3 separate regions of the Mus musculus genome follow, and regions 1 and 2 are each linked to region 3. The links are chromatin contacts, called in public Hi-C maps. All regions are on one chromosome and are shown on one strand. Each heading gives the region's core, a stretch centred on a gene start, on an enhancer-like site or on the middle of the called end of the contact. The rest is flanking DNA. Distances are from core to core; before and after follow the strand shown. Region 1 overlaps Gm33897 (a long non-coding RNA gene). Region 2 overlaps Cradd (CASP2 and RIPK1 domain containing adaptor with death domain). Region 3 overlaps Gm33377 (a long non-coding RNA gene).

What was found. A called contact is a pair of places that touch in the nucleus more often than the background predicts.
Region 1: a contact with region 3 is called in a Hi-C map of embryonic stem cells, with 3 times the contacts expected there. The contact joins two enhancer-like sites. A contact is called at or near these places in 2 of 484 Hi-C or Micro-C datasets (both in embryonic stem cells).
Region 2: a contact with region 3 is called in a Hi-C map of embryonic stem cells, with 1.9 times the contacts expected there. The contact joins two enhancer-like sites. A contact is called at or near these places in 1 of 484 Hi-C or Micro-C datasets (embryonic stem cells) and 1 of 115 datasets of contacts at active chromatin or transcription factors (embryonic stem cells).

What each region holds. Positions count from the first base shown.
Region 1 is chr10:96,720,656-96,724,833 of GRCm38.p6, reverse strand. The region is part of intron 2 of Gm33897 (a long non-coding RNA gene); the gene reads right to left. Among named protein-coding and RNA genes, the nearest start is that of Gm33897, 7.0 kb to the right of the region's middle. Within about 2 kb of position 2,158, at least 146 of the 459 cell types and tissues checked have an H3K27ac peak or open chromatin away from gene starts, as enhancers often do. A contact at or near this core is called in embryonic stem cells, where this site is marked.
Region 2 is chr10:95,217,251-95,221,806 of GRCm38.p6, reverse strand. All of the region lies in intron 2 of Cradd (CASP2 and RIPK1 domain containing adaptor with death domain), which reads left to right. Among named protein-coding and RNA genes, the nearest start is that of Gm29684, 74 kb to the right of the region's middle. Within about 2 kb of position 2,941, at least 52 of the 459 cell types and tissues checked have an H3K27ac peak or open chromatin away from gene starts, as enhancers often do. A contact at or near this core is called in embryonic stem cells, where this site is marked.
Region 3 is chr10:95,878,723-95,883,216 of GRCm38.p6, reverse strand. The region is part of intron 3 of Gm33377 (a long non-coding RNA gene); the gene reads right to left. Among named protein-coding and RNA genes, the nearest start is that of Gm24433, 18 kb to the left of the region's middle. Within about 2 kb of position 2,891, at least 88 of the 459 cell types and tissues checked have an H3K27ac peak or open chromatin away from gene starts, as enhancers often do. A contact at or near this core is called in embryonic stem cells, where this site is marked.

The DNA.
Region 1 (4,178 bases), core at 909-3,408, 840 kb before region 3:
AATCGGGTTTATAGACCACACTCTTGTCCCCAAGCCTGATCTGTGGAGTCCCCAGCCTAACGATTGGTACTAACGATGGAGTTTCCTCCTCCGTAGATGACAGGTATCCTGAGGAGGCAAAAGCTACTGAGGAAACTTCTGTTTAAAATGCCTGCTACTCAGAATGTAGACCAGAAAGAGGAGAGAAGGCGCCTGCTGGGGAAGAAGGGGCAGAGAGGACTCCGCCCCTAAGACTGAGTATGCTTAGTAATAAACCATTTGGGACCAGCAGTGCAACTGTCTGTCAACTGCTGTTGAAACCTGAAAACAGAGTCCTTTTCTTTAAGAATGTAGCGCCCTCCCCCCCCCCAACCCCGCCCCCTAAAGTAGTCCACTCTCCAGTGGCTACTCTCCAGATATCCAAGACTATTTGGACAGCACAAATTGGTCCTGATAGATAAAATTAAAAAAAAAAAAAAAAGTGTCCGTGGGTAGGGAATTGAGGACTGGTCTGAAAAGAGATAGGAGACCAGGCAAATAAGATCAAAACGCATTTCGAGAAACACTCGAAGAATTAATGAATTACCCTTCAAGCTATGCAAGCTGCTGGCTGTTACTGAACGGCCTGGCTTAGCTGACTCCCGTAGGCTGAGCCTGGAATTTTAGAATAAAGCATAAATGAGTTTGAGACCTAGATCTGCTGCTCTTCCTAGAAGGACCTTCATGCATGTGCCTGCCCCTTTCTTAACCTGCTTCCGTTCTGTAAAAGGAGTTTTGTGAAACTTAAATGAGAAGGTGCTCTATCTATCACCCGGGCTAGTAATCAGACTGAGCGGCTATAAATGAAACAGACCCAACTAAAACTGCCTGCGACAAAGAAATGGCTGCTACGGGTTAGGCGCAAACGCCAGAAACAAGTTGAATTTAGCCGCATGCGGATCTGGGACTTTAAATGTAGTCTCAAGACTGGATGCTCACCCTGTGTGTTCTGGCTCCCGTCTTTTACCTTGTGGCTCTGTTTTGTTGTTTCGCCTCATTCTTCAACAGGTTCCAAAACAATCCTAGCAGACATTCTCAAAGATGTAAAACCTGCCTCTCATCAAAGCTCCCTGTGGATGGATCCAGCCCTGAGTCTCTCACTATGGACAAGAAAGAACTGGGGAGCGCATGAGCAAGAGGCCCGGATATGGAGAGAGCATCCTGGGACTAGAGCCCAGCCGAAGCCACAGAAAGTGGGACACGAGCACTTCCCACAAGAAGACATAACCTGATACCCTCTTTCTTTTCTTCTCTTCTCTTCTTTTCAGAAAGTGGCTATGTGTCTAAGCAGATATCCATGCAATCCAATATTATCTCATCTTTTCTAAAAGAGAATGGAGAACCTTTCCTTAGCCTTCTTTAAAGGACCAGAGACAGCAATGTCCAAACCATAGTGTCTGGTGATACTGAGTTTTAAGAGTAACTTTTACTATACAGACTAGAGTAAAATACTGTTGTTCCTCCGGTCACACTAAAGACAACTTGTGGGCTGGCTCTTCTTGTTTGCCTGTGTGGTTTTGACAGATAGGAATTTGTTCTCATTGGCCTGAACCATGTAAGTATGTTGTCTCTGTGTTTCATGTCATGCAAGGGAAGTACGTGTTCAAGTCTACCATGGTTTTAAAACACTGGTTTTCCTTGCACGGTTCCAGAGTGGTGAGGTTGGTTTCATGAAGTTCTCTGAGAGAGCTCCTTCCAGCGGAAATGTCAAAGGCCGCGATTTGCACCTTTGTTGCAAATGAGACAATAGAGAAATGTGGAAAAGCACTCAGATACATAGCACAGCCTAATTAATTAAATTCTTCTTGTGGGTATCAAGGTCCACTCCTGGAGGCGAGCTAGTAAAAACAATGAACTGTGTGGATCTGGCATTTAAAGCCTTGACCACATATTTGCCCATCATCCTGACAGAAATGTCATTGCAGGAAGTTGTTAAAGGGACGAATACCACGGACTTGCAAATTGCCACAGCCCAGAACAGGCGGATTTTTACCCCCATAGAACCCTCCTGTTTTGTGGCTCCACTGTAAAGCTCTGGAAACAAGCAGGCTGTGGGAGGAGCAACCCGAAGGGAGGGAGAGCATTTCTGGGCGTGTCTTGGACCCTGGCCCCTAGCCCCGCCCTCCACAGTGAGCCACAGTTGTAGTGCCTGTGTTTACATTTGTACAAGCTGCTAGGACAGGCCCAGGCAGGGCTAAAGCAGGACCAGGCGCTTCTATCACACGCTGAGCAGAGAATGAGTCTCATTGGGGAAACAGTGAATCTGAGCATTGGGATCCTGCCAGTGGGAAATTCACATGCATGAAGAGACTGGTTCTTGCCCGTAGTTTGAAACAAGTGAAGGAAATAGAAAGGAGGGAACAAAGGACATCAGGAGGAGGAAAAACTCGGCCCCACTGTTATGCCCAGGTGGATGAAAAAGCTGAACTAGGGTTTGAACATACAGGAATCAGAAGTTAATCCATTTTCTGTCGCAAATGTGTTTGCATCGGAAGTTGAAGAGGTTTTGTCATCCTTCATAAACTCGTAATAATTTCTGGGAATATTTCTAAAAGCATGGCAGCTCTGGGAGATCTGGTGCCATCTGGATCATGAAGAGACAAAGCCAGAGTGTGCTAACCTCTGCACCTTCTAGGATTGGCTGTGTGTGCCTTCCCGTGTTTACTATGGCCCAAATTGAGCACGAGACCAGAACTAACAAGGGAGACTGGCCATCCGTGTTCTGAAGTACAGCGCGGGGCATTTGACCTTTTTGTTGTGTAGCCCACTTGCTCACTATGTTCTCCCAATTTCTCGTTGTTTCATTTTGGTAATCCAGGCTGGTATGTATAGAAGATGAATCTGTGTGTGCAGATTCTCCTTCCTCCAACACCTAAGTATAGGAATTAAATAGCATTAAAGGCACACGGGACCACGCTCAGTTTAACGCCGTAGTAGGGATACTAACCAGGGCTTCATTCATGCTAAGCTAAGCAAGCTTTCTACCTATTGAACTACATCCCCAGCTTCACAGGCTTGGTTTTAAAAACAAACAAACAAACAAAAACTGTCCCCACAAGCCACCTGAGCAGTCACCCGCAAACTTCTGAAATAGCTGGAATATACCCCCTCCACCCATGCTATCTCACCACAAAGACCTCCTACTATCTTTCTAGCCAATTTTTTTTTTCCTTTTAGAGGAGCTCTCAAGGGCACACCTCCCTTATCCGACCCAATAGCACATCCCATCCCACAGAAGCCTTGTCTGCATATCCATTCTTTCAAGACACAGAAGAGCTAACTACAAAAGCATCACAAGCCCGCCTCAGCTGACCTAGCAAATCACAAGCAGGACATGTGACCTCTGACTGCTTAAGACACCCGAAGGCTCCCGCTGATACCCGTCCCCACCCCGCACTCCTTATAGAAAAAATAAAGGAAATTATTCACCCCTGGGGCTGTGGTAAAGACAGTGAGTGCAGGCAGATCCTCATTAAGGAGAGCTAAATCTGGCCTGACAGAGTCTTCACACTAGATCTCAGGACCCTGCCCATTGTGGCTCTGTGATTTCTAAGGACTAACAACTCCATACGATGGCCACTTCAGAATCAGAAAGACTGTCGACCACAGGCTGGCAGATGACAATTACCCAATGTGAGACTGGGGCACAAGACTGAGAAGTCAAAGCAAAACCTCACAGTGTCACATGGGTTTATCCTGTTCAGAGAAGCAGTCTTTCTCACGGGGACTAGAAGGAGACCAAAGAAAACCTGAATCACCTAAACTAACTGGGTAAAAACAAAATGTCTTGGGATGCCATGAAAGGTTCTCTTTTGAAACTGGATTCCAGAGCACTTAAACTCCTATTTCATAGGTTTTTTTACTTTTTCTTTTTTTTTTTTTTTTCCAGTCTGGAAAGAAAGAAAAAGAAAAAAGGAAAGCCATTTTCTAGATCTTAAAAAAAAAGTTCATCTCACCAAAGACAAGCTGTTTTCTTCCTTCCTTCCTTTCTTTCTCACTTTCTTTCTTCCTTTCTTTCGTTCTTTTGCAATGGAATCAAATTCTGTCACTTTTTTCAAAGGTGGTGCCAGCCAGACCAGCCGTTCAGATAAGTAGTCAATGACCATTGAACTAATGAGAGCTGAGAAGGGCCAAAAAGCCTGCTTGCCAAGGTGCCAGGA
Region 2 (4,556 bases), core at 1,692-4,191, 660 kb after region 3:
CTGGCTACCAGGCAAGGCAGGTAAAGGCCATCTGAGTGGATACTCACTGCAGCTATGAGGAAGAAGGCACATCAGACTTAATCGAATGGCAAAGAAATGCCACGTAATCATCAATACCAAGATAAACTCTATCTTCACTCAATAAGGATGTATCCTTTACCAACTCACCAGAAAAGCACAGAGACTGTGTACTTCAAGGTCCCAGCCTTCCTCAGGCACAACGGCATGACAGTCTTTCCTCAAAGGAGTGATACTTTGACAACTATAGTCTCTTGTTCTGGTAATTTCTTACCCCAATAAGCCCAAATTAAAACAAGCAAACAGACCACACAACCCAGTTACTATAAGTTATATGCCTAGAATGGGCAGATCTATCAGTATACTAACTTGTTCCCAGCTATCAGACTCCTTGCTACTTGCCATGTGGTTCTGCTCCATATTGGCTTCCTCCTCCTCCTCCTCCTCCTCCTCCTCCTCCTCCTCCTCTTCCTCCTTCTCCTCCTCTTCCTCCTCCTCCTCCTCCTGCTCCTCCTCCTCCTCCTGCTCCTCCTCCTCCTGCTCCTCCTCCTCCTCTTCTTCCTCCTCCTCCTCTTCTTCCTCCTCCTCCTCCTCCTCCTGCTCCTCCTCCTCCTGCTCCTCCTCCTGCTCCTCCTCTTCCTCCTCTTCCTCCTCCTCCTCTTCCTCCTCCTCCTCTTCCTCCTCCTGCTCCTCCTCCTCCTGCTCCTCCTCCTCCTGCTCCTCCTCCTCCTCCTGCTCCTCCTGCTCCTCCTCCTCTTCTTCCTCCTCCTCCTGCTCCTCCTCCTCTTCTTCCTCCTCCTCCTGCTCTTCCTCCTCTTCTTCCTCCTCCTCCTCCTCTTCTTCCTCCTCCCCCTCTTCCTCCTCCTTCCTCTCTAAGACCTCCCATCTCACCTTTGCCTTCCACTGCCCAATCACAGGCTCTAGCCTTATTTGACCAGTTAGAATGGGGAGAAGGTTCACGTGAGATCACCTGATCTCCTCGAGGGCAGCCCCTCCCGAGGAAGCAGAATTAACATCATAATACAAACAGCAACAGTGCAACCCACAACCTTCCCCCTTTTTGTTCAATACAAAGGCTTCCTTTGTTCAGATCTAGATTGAGCACAACCATAACAATCATGTAAATACAGTGTATGACAGTGCACTTACCATCCAGCCTACCATATTTGTCCTCACATATTCTTCAGTCACATGCAGAAACACTGGAAGGAGCATAGTACACTACTCTGCTTCTATTTTTAGAAAGATGAGACCTCGGGCTGGAGAGATGGCTCAGTGGTTAAGAACACTGACTGTTCTTCCAGAGGTCCTGAGTTCAATTCCCAGCAACCACATGGTGGCTCACAATCATCTGTAATGGGAGGGATCCGATGCCCTGTTTCGGTGTGTCTGAAGAGATCAACAGTATACTCGCATACATAAAATAAATAAATCTTTAAAAGAAAAAAAAAAAAAAAGAAAGATGAGTCCTCTATTGAAAATATACATGCCCAGACACCTTTGAAAGTTATTTTCAATTGGCAAATTATTCTGGGTGCTTTCTCCATGAGAAGGAGTTTTAAAATGTGTATTTGTTAAGCTTAGCGTTGTTAGGAGTAATGAGGCTACATCTCACAAGTATAAGTGGGATGTGCTCTGCTAGTCCTGCAAGTAACTAAGATGACTCTGTTATCTGATTTTCATTTTCTTTAACATCAAATTGAAAATAAAAACTGTGTCCACTCCAGCAGGTCCTGAATGTGAGTCGCCCCTAGCTATAAATGGCCCACTATGTGATCTCTATTTTCCTCAGCTTATTGGTTCCTTGACTGGCGGGCTAGATCTCAAAGAGATAAGGCTTTCTGGGCTCAAGTTGCTCACTGCAGTCACATGACTTGTCTGAAACCAGAGTTCTCACCGTCCACGGTGGACTTGTTGTTGTTGTTGTTGTTTTGTTTTGATTTATATTGGTCACTCATTGCAAGCCAGAGTTATCTGGGAAGGGAAACCCAGATTAAGAAAATGCCTCCAGCCGCGCATGGTGGCGCACACCTTTAATCCCAGCACTCGGGAGGCAAAGGCAGGAGGATTTCTGAGTTTAAGGCCAGCCTGGTCTACAAAGTGAGTTCCAGGACAGCCAGGGCTATACAGAGAAACCCTGTCTCGAGAAACCCTGTCTCGAGAAACCCAAAAAAAAAAAAAAAAAAAAAAGAAGAAGAAGAAAGAAAGAAAGAAAGAAAGAAAGAAAGAAAGAGAAAATGCCTCTATCAGATTAACCTGTGGGAAAGTCCGTGGGTCATTTTCTTGATTAATGGTTGATGTGGGAGGGCCCAGGTGACTATGGGTGGTGACACCCCTGGGCAGGTGGTCCTGGGCAAGCCAGTAAGCCGGATTCCTTTCTGACCTCTGCTTCAGTTCCTGCCTCTAGGTTCCTACCTAGAGTCCCTGCCCTGGCTTCCCTCAGTGATGAAAGTATCCTGAGAACCGAAAGGTGAAACGGGCCTTTCCTCCTCACTGTGTCTCGTCACACTGACGGCAACCTGAGAAAATAAGGACATTGTTTTACTCTCAGCATCGTGTGTGGAGTCAGAGGAGGCAGGACATGTGAGGACACTGAGAACCATGGGAACTGGGCCTTGTCATTGACCCCATGAGACTGAAGACTCGCTTTCCTGCAGCCTCCCTTCACAGCGGAGGCCACGGCTCTCCACTCCTTCCTTCTGTGGCTTCCTTGTATGTCAGAGACCACGGTGGCCATTCCTTTTTATTTTTCTACCCAGCCCCTGTTGTCCAATCCCTGTGTCAACAGAGAGTGTCCTTTCTTCCCAGAAGTGCCTCAGTACTTTTCCAGGAAGCTGCGTGTTCCCTCCAAGCCGAAGCTGAGCAATGCCTGGCGTGGTCATTTGTTTTCAGAGTCGCTGGCTTGTCACTAGAGTCAGCTAGAAAGTGCGAGGTGCCTGCTCAGGCCAAGGCCAGCACTGCTTTCCCCAGACTCACTGAGTGTGCGCAGCCTCGATACAGCAGGCCCTACGCTAGTCAGAAAGAATTGGAAAATGGGTGAGGCCGGTTACTTGTTGGTAATTTGAGACAGAAAGAACTGATTGGCTTGGGAAATTATAGAAAATGACTAAGGCACACAGCCAAAATTAAAATATCAAGTACACATTTTACTTTAAAAAAAAAAGGTTTTAAACTTTAAAGTATACCACCAGTTCCTAGGGATAAGGATGGAGGTCGGTGGGAGGGAGGAGGGAGACTGAGAGGCCAGCCTGAGCTGGTCAGAGGAGCTCCGTGGATTACCTCGTGTCCTTGCTAGCTCCCAGCTGGAAAACAGCATTGGATTGCCCACATTATGTCAGATGCCTCGGTGAACTTGGCTAAAACTCTGTATCTTCAGCATTCTAGACAGGAAGGAATTTTGTAGGAGAGATGTTTATAGAAAATAATACTGTAGAAAGACAAAGCCAAGATAGTCCAAGTTATTATATTGTCGTTGTCGTCGTCGTTGTTGTTGTTATTGTTATCTCTTTCACAAATCCCGTGTGGGGCTTTCTAAGTAGAGATCTTACAGTAAATAAAAGTAGTCGGAACTGTTTGGAAGGAACACCCTGAGCCTGAGCCTGCGCCGCTTCCTGTCTCCCCCACCGCTCTGTGGCTCTGCCCTCTACTGGAGTTTTCTTTGAAGAGTCATAAGCAGCTGGAGATGGATGCTGCCCGAGCGAAGGATGTTGTGGAAGCTGACCCAAGGCCACAGAGTTGTAGCCCATTTGAGGAACACTTTACGACTGCGGCTCCTGTAGAGCTCCTCTGGTTAGACAGTGCGCAGGATCCCTCCCAGGAACCAATGGCACTCCTGTCTCCTCCTCATCTCCCAGAAGCAAAGAGGTCAGCTCGAAGTACAGCTCCGCCAGGCGTGGCCTAAATACTGTGTGGGGGTTCACTTTGGCTCATCTGGAATTTCATGCTACCATATCCTGACTTCGAGTCTCTGCTTCTTTGGAAATAGTGAGGGCTTCACCCATTCTTTTTCTAGTTATTCAGAAAAATGAAATCTGTGGTTTAGTTCACCAACTGTCTTTTAGTCAAGAGATACTTGTGCCAGAAAAAAATCAAAGTACTTGAAGTTTGAAAAAGCAATGTGGTTTGTCAGGCTTAGTCACTATCTTTAACTTTACCCTGACCATATTGGCTCTTAGGTTCCAAATTTTGGCTAGAAGTGAATTTCTTATGATAAGAATGATATCCTGAATGGAAAGAGGTCAATTAACAGTAATTATTATCAGCAGCTCCTCAAATAAAAAGCATTGAATACATTCTATGTACATTCATGCACACACCCTCACTAGTCCTACAAATAACTGATCATAGCTTTCCTCTTCCGCCACTTCCTCCTCCTCCTCCTCCTCCTCCTCCTCCTCCCCCATCTCTGTCTTTATTCAAACATGGGGATCCCAGCTACCATAGGAACTTTTTGGAGAGGACTTATAAAATACAATGTTATATGAATAGATTTTCGTCGTTATGGAAACTAATATGGAAATCCTCCGAAAACTAAAACA
Region 3 (4,494 bases), core at 1,642-4,141:
TGATCTAACACAACAAGAAATCTGTGCTGTGGTGGACTCAGGTGGGCATTTTTATTCCATAGCTCAATCTTATTATCAAAAACTTATCTCTTTTCCTAACTTTTGCTCTGCTGTCTTTACCACGGTAACCATGTCCTGGGGGGGGGGGGGGGGTCTAAGAATCATGCCCAAGTTAAAAGTGCTGCTTTTTCTAGTGAGTCTTTGTTTGTTTGTTTTAAGACTTGGTCTTCCTCCAGCCCTGGCTGTCCTGGAACACATTCTAAAGACCAAACTGCCCTCGAACTCACAGACATCCACCTGCCTCTGCCTCCTGAGTACTAGGATCAAAAGTGAGCACTACTACACATAGCTAAGTCTCTTAGGAGTGTAGAAACCTTTTCAGAAGCCAACACACACACACGCACACGCGCACACGCGCACATTTTATGTCAAAAAACCCCAAAACCAGGCTGGAGATACAGCACAGTAGTAGAAGAACATTTGCCCTGAGTTCCAGCTCTGGTGTCAGAAAAATAGCGTTCCAAACAAATCTACACTCTCCTACCCGCAAGCTTAGATCCGTATTTAATCGCTGAGACATATACGGGAAGGATGGGCAAACTCTTAACGTTGGGTCTTTCCCACATAGAGAAAGTGAGTGGGGGTTCTCAGACAGGCATTGCATGGGTTGCCTCATGGGGCGAGGGACACATCCCTCATTCAGACGGCTGAAATATCTTTGAAGACTGTTGCCGATTAAGATCCACTCAAACAGCGTACATTTTTATTTATTTTAAATAGCCCAAGAAGAGTTGTGTCTAAAATAAAGGTAAATGAAATCACCTCTAAAACGTCCACCCAGCTGCTCATTGCTTCTCCCCCACCCCCCACCCCCCTCCGCTGGGGAAATTGCTTGCAGTGGATATTGAGCTTTGAATGCAGAGGAGGCAAAAGCGCACAGTTGCTGATCTGTGAGCATGCCCCCAAACAGCACAGTTGTGGGAAAGCAAATCACAGGGATTCTAGCTACGGAGAGCCCAGAACTAGGACAGACATATTCTCAGCCTCTTACACCCTCAGCCCCTCCGTAAACAATCGAACGGAAGCTAACAATGGACATACCGCCTTGGGGTTAGGAAAGCAAAAGCAGTTTAGCTGACTGGTTCCCCGTCCCCTGCAGGAAATGTGCTCTTTTGTGTATTTTGGGGTTAAAGCAGAGGATTGTGTTAAATGGGGCAACAAATTAAATGTGCATGTCAGGGCTGCAAAGGAAGGAGTCTTGCAGGAAAGTGAACCTGACTCCCATGTCAACGAGCGCGGTAACATCACTGCAGTGTTGTCTGGGGAATGGTTGGAACGATATAGGACCCAGATGGTTCCACCCGAAGGAATCCTGAGCTCTCAGAACTCAGGAATGGAAGAGAGAGGAACTGAGAGAGACAGGGAACAGACTATCTTTGTGGCAGTCAAGGTATTTGCACCTGGAGGTCATAATCAGCCACTGTCCTCTGTTTTGTGGCAGGACCAAGAGGGAGAAGCAGTTGAGGGCAGGGGATGCTGCATGCAGGGGTGGGTGGGTGGGGGCGTGGGGTCTTGACCCTCACAACTGAGCAACTGGTTGAATTTGAGGATCAAGAAAGAAGAGCTGCCGAGGGCCATGGTGTCCAGCTCAAATCCCAGCATGGAGGAGGTGCGGAAGGAATCAGAAATTCAGGGTCATCCTCAACTATATAGGGAGGTCGAGGCTAGCCTGGACCTCATGATACTATTGCAAAAGACAGACAGAAAGAAAGGAAGGAAAAGGGAGGAGGAAAAAGGAAGGTATGAGAAAAAAATGTTACATTTTTGGTAATAACACGAAGCAAGGACTGTAAAAAAAAGGATACTACGCTGTGCATTCAATACTACTGCATTTCTTACTTTTCCTAGTATTTTCCTAGTACTTTGTTTGTTTTTTCGAGACAGGGTTTCTCTGTGTAGCCCTGGCTGTCCTGGAACTCATTCTGTAGACCAGGCTGGCCTCGAACTCAGAAATCCACCTGCCTCTGCCTCCCAAGTGCTCAGATTAAAGGCATGCGCCACCATGCCCAGCTTCCAGTATTTCTGTTATGTACAGCACTCAACATTTTATAACCATGGAAACAGAGGCTTTTATATAGTCTGTTTAGTAAAGGTTAGACGTGAGATCAAGTATATATATATATATATAGGATACACATATACGATATACATATACATCTAGATTTACATATACATATGACCGTCTTGATAGAGCCCAGGCTGGTCTCAAGCCCGTGATTTTTCAGACCTCTGTCTCCCCAGCCCAGGACTGCAGGTATGTGCTCTTTCTTGCCTTGCCTTTCTGGTGAAACGCTGGCAGATGTGTTTCCAAGCAGCAGTACTGAGTTTTGAGTATCAGTAGGACATTTGACTAAAGGTGCCTAGCAGGTCACAGGAAATGAAATCGAGGTTCAGGAAATGATGCAGGTTAGAGGGACAAGTCCAGAGTCATTAGTTAAAAACTGCGAGCTAAACTGTGAGACTACCCTTACTTTGTCTGGATTTGTCTAGTTCAGTTCTGTTGGGTGGATCTCTTTAGGCATGCCAAGTATCAGGAACTTAAAAAAAAAAAAAAAAAAAAAAAAGTAACTGGGTGCAGACGCACACTCCAGTAATCACAGCAGTCAGAGGGGTGGGGCAGGAGGATTACTTTCAGTTCAGTCCAGGGGAATTTGACCCTCTACACTGAGGAATCTTTATCCTTGCTTTGTATCCTCCTCGCCACTGTTAGCTGCTGATTTACCTCAGCCTTGAGTAAGTTGCGCTATCTTCTGATCTCAGTTAGTGGGTGTGTTATCCCCACTGCTCCACACCGCTGCACCACGCACTGTATCGGTTTCTTTCTGTTCCTGAGCTTAGAGGAGGGAAGGTTTTGCTTAAGTGGGTACAAGCCGCCTTGGTGGGGCTGGCACCGGAGTAGGAACCGCAGGAACCAGAAATCAGAAAGCCGCCTTGGTGGGGCTGGCACCGGAGTAGGAACCGCAGGAACCAGAAATCAGAAAGCCAGAGAGATCACATTTCAGGAAACAGAAAGAACAGGAAGTGGCGTCAGGTTAGAAAACCTCAAAGCTTGCCCCCAGTGATCTACTTCCTCTAGCAACACTCTACCTCCTTAAGGTTCCTCCCAAGCAATAACTACAGGGAATCAAATGTCCAAGTACATCGACTGTCTTAGTTACTTTTCTGTTGCTATGACAAAACACCAAGGCCAAGGCTAGCTAATTTATTTATTTATCTTGGCAATTTATTTTTTAAAAAAATTAAAAAAAGAGTTTAATTAGAGGGTTAGAGTTATGATGGACAAGCAAAGGCACGGCAGCAAGTGGCTGGAGCGGCAGCTGAAGCTCACGTCTCTCAATCCACAAGTAGGAGGCAGAGAATGCATTGGGAATGTCAGTAGGTGTTTGAAACCCCAAGCCCAACCACAGTGACACACTTCTTTCAATAAGGCTACATCTACCCATCCTTCCTAAACAGTTCCACCAACTGGGGACTAAACATTCAAATATATGAGTCTCTGTGGGCCATTCTCATTCAAACCACTACGTTTCTGACACATGAAAACTAGGCGCATATTCAAACCACTGCTGTTGTGATTTGTGTTTTTAGAGTTCAGAGAATAAGAGATCAGACCGAAGCTATTGATTATTGTTCTTTTCTTTCAGGGATACGGTCTGACTATGTAGTACTGGCTAGTCTGGAACCAACTCTCACTGGGTAACCCAGGCTAGCCTTGAACCCACACCCATCCTCCTGTCTCGGTTTCTGGAGCTATAGGCGTGTTGCCTGCATGTCTGCTTCATGTATACACGGAGGACACCTATGGAATGAGTTGTTTTCAGAGAGATGACTTTGAATTCCAGTTTATTCAGCATCCTTAACAACAAACAAGTGCATTGTAATAGACTTAATGATTCAGAGGAAAAGGATTTTGTGTGTCTATGAGAAGTTACAGGGGAAAGCAAACAACTGTCAGATAAAGGTCATATTCCTCTCCAAACTGTATTTTTCTTCTTCTTCATTCTGTTCATTTGTTTTTGAGACAGGGTCCCGTGCAGCTCAGGCTGGCCCCATGTGTATTCTGGAGAAGATTTGGCAGATGCTGGGATTGCAGACATGAGCTAGCACACGGTACTTCACAGTGTCTCCGGTCATTAAGCTTTGTTCTCTTTGGTAATGCATATATGCTGGAGGGATAGGAGGCACGGCAGATTTTATTTCTAAAATTCTGTGTCTTGCTTTTGGACAGAGGGAGGTGAGACAGCATCTTTCTGTCTGGCATCTTTCTTTAGCATCTTCAGTGCAACAATCCTTCATATTTTAGGAAGGAACATTCTGGTCGTCCACAGAGCCCTTCAGAGCAGAGTCAGTTCTAGGCTGGATCCTTTTGCTCAGCATTTTCCCGCCCTCCTGAGGCTCTACTGGTCTATGGCAAACATCTGTTTCCCTGAACTG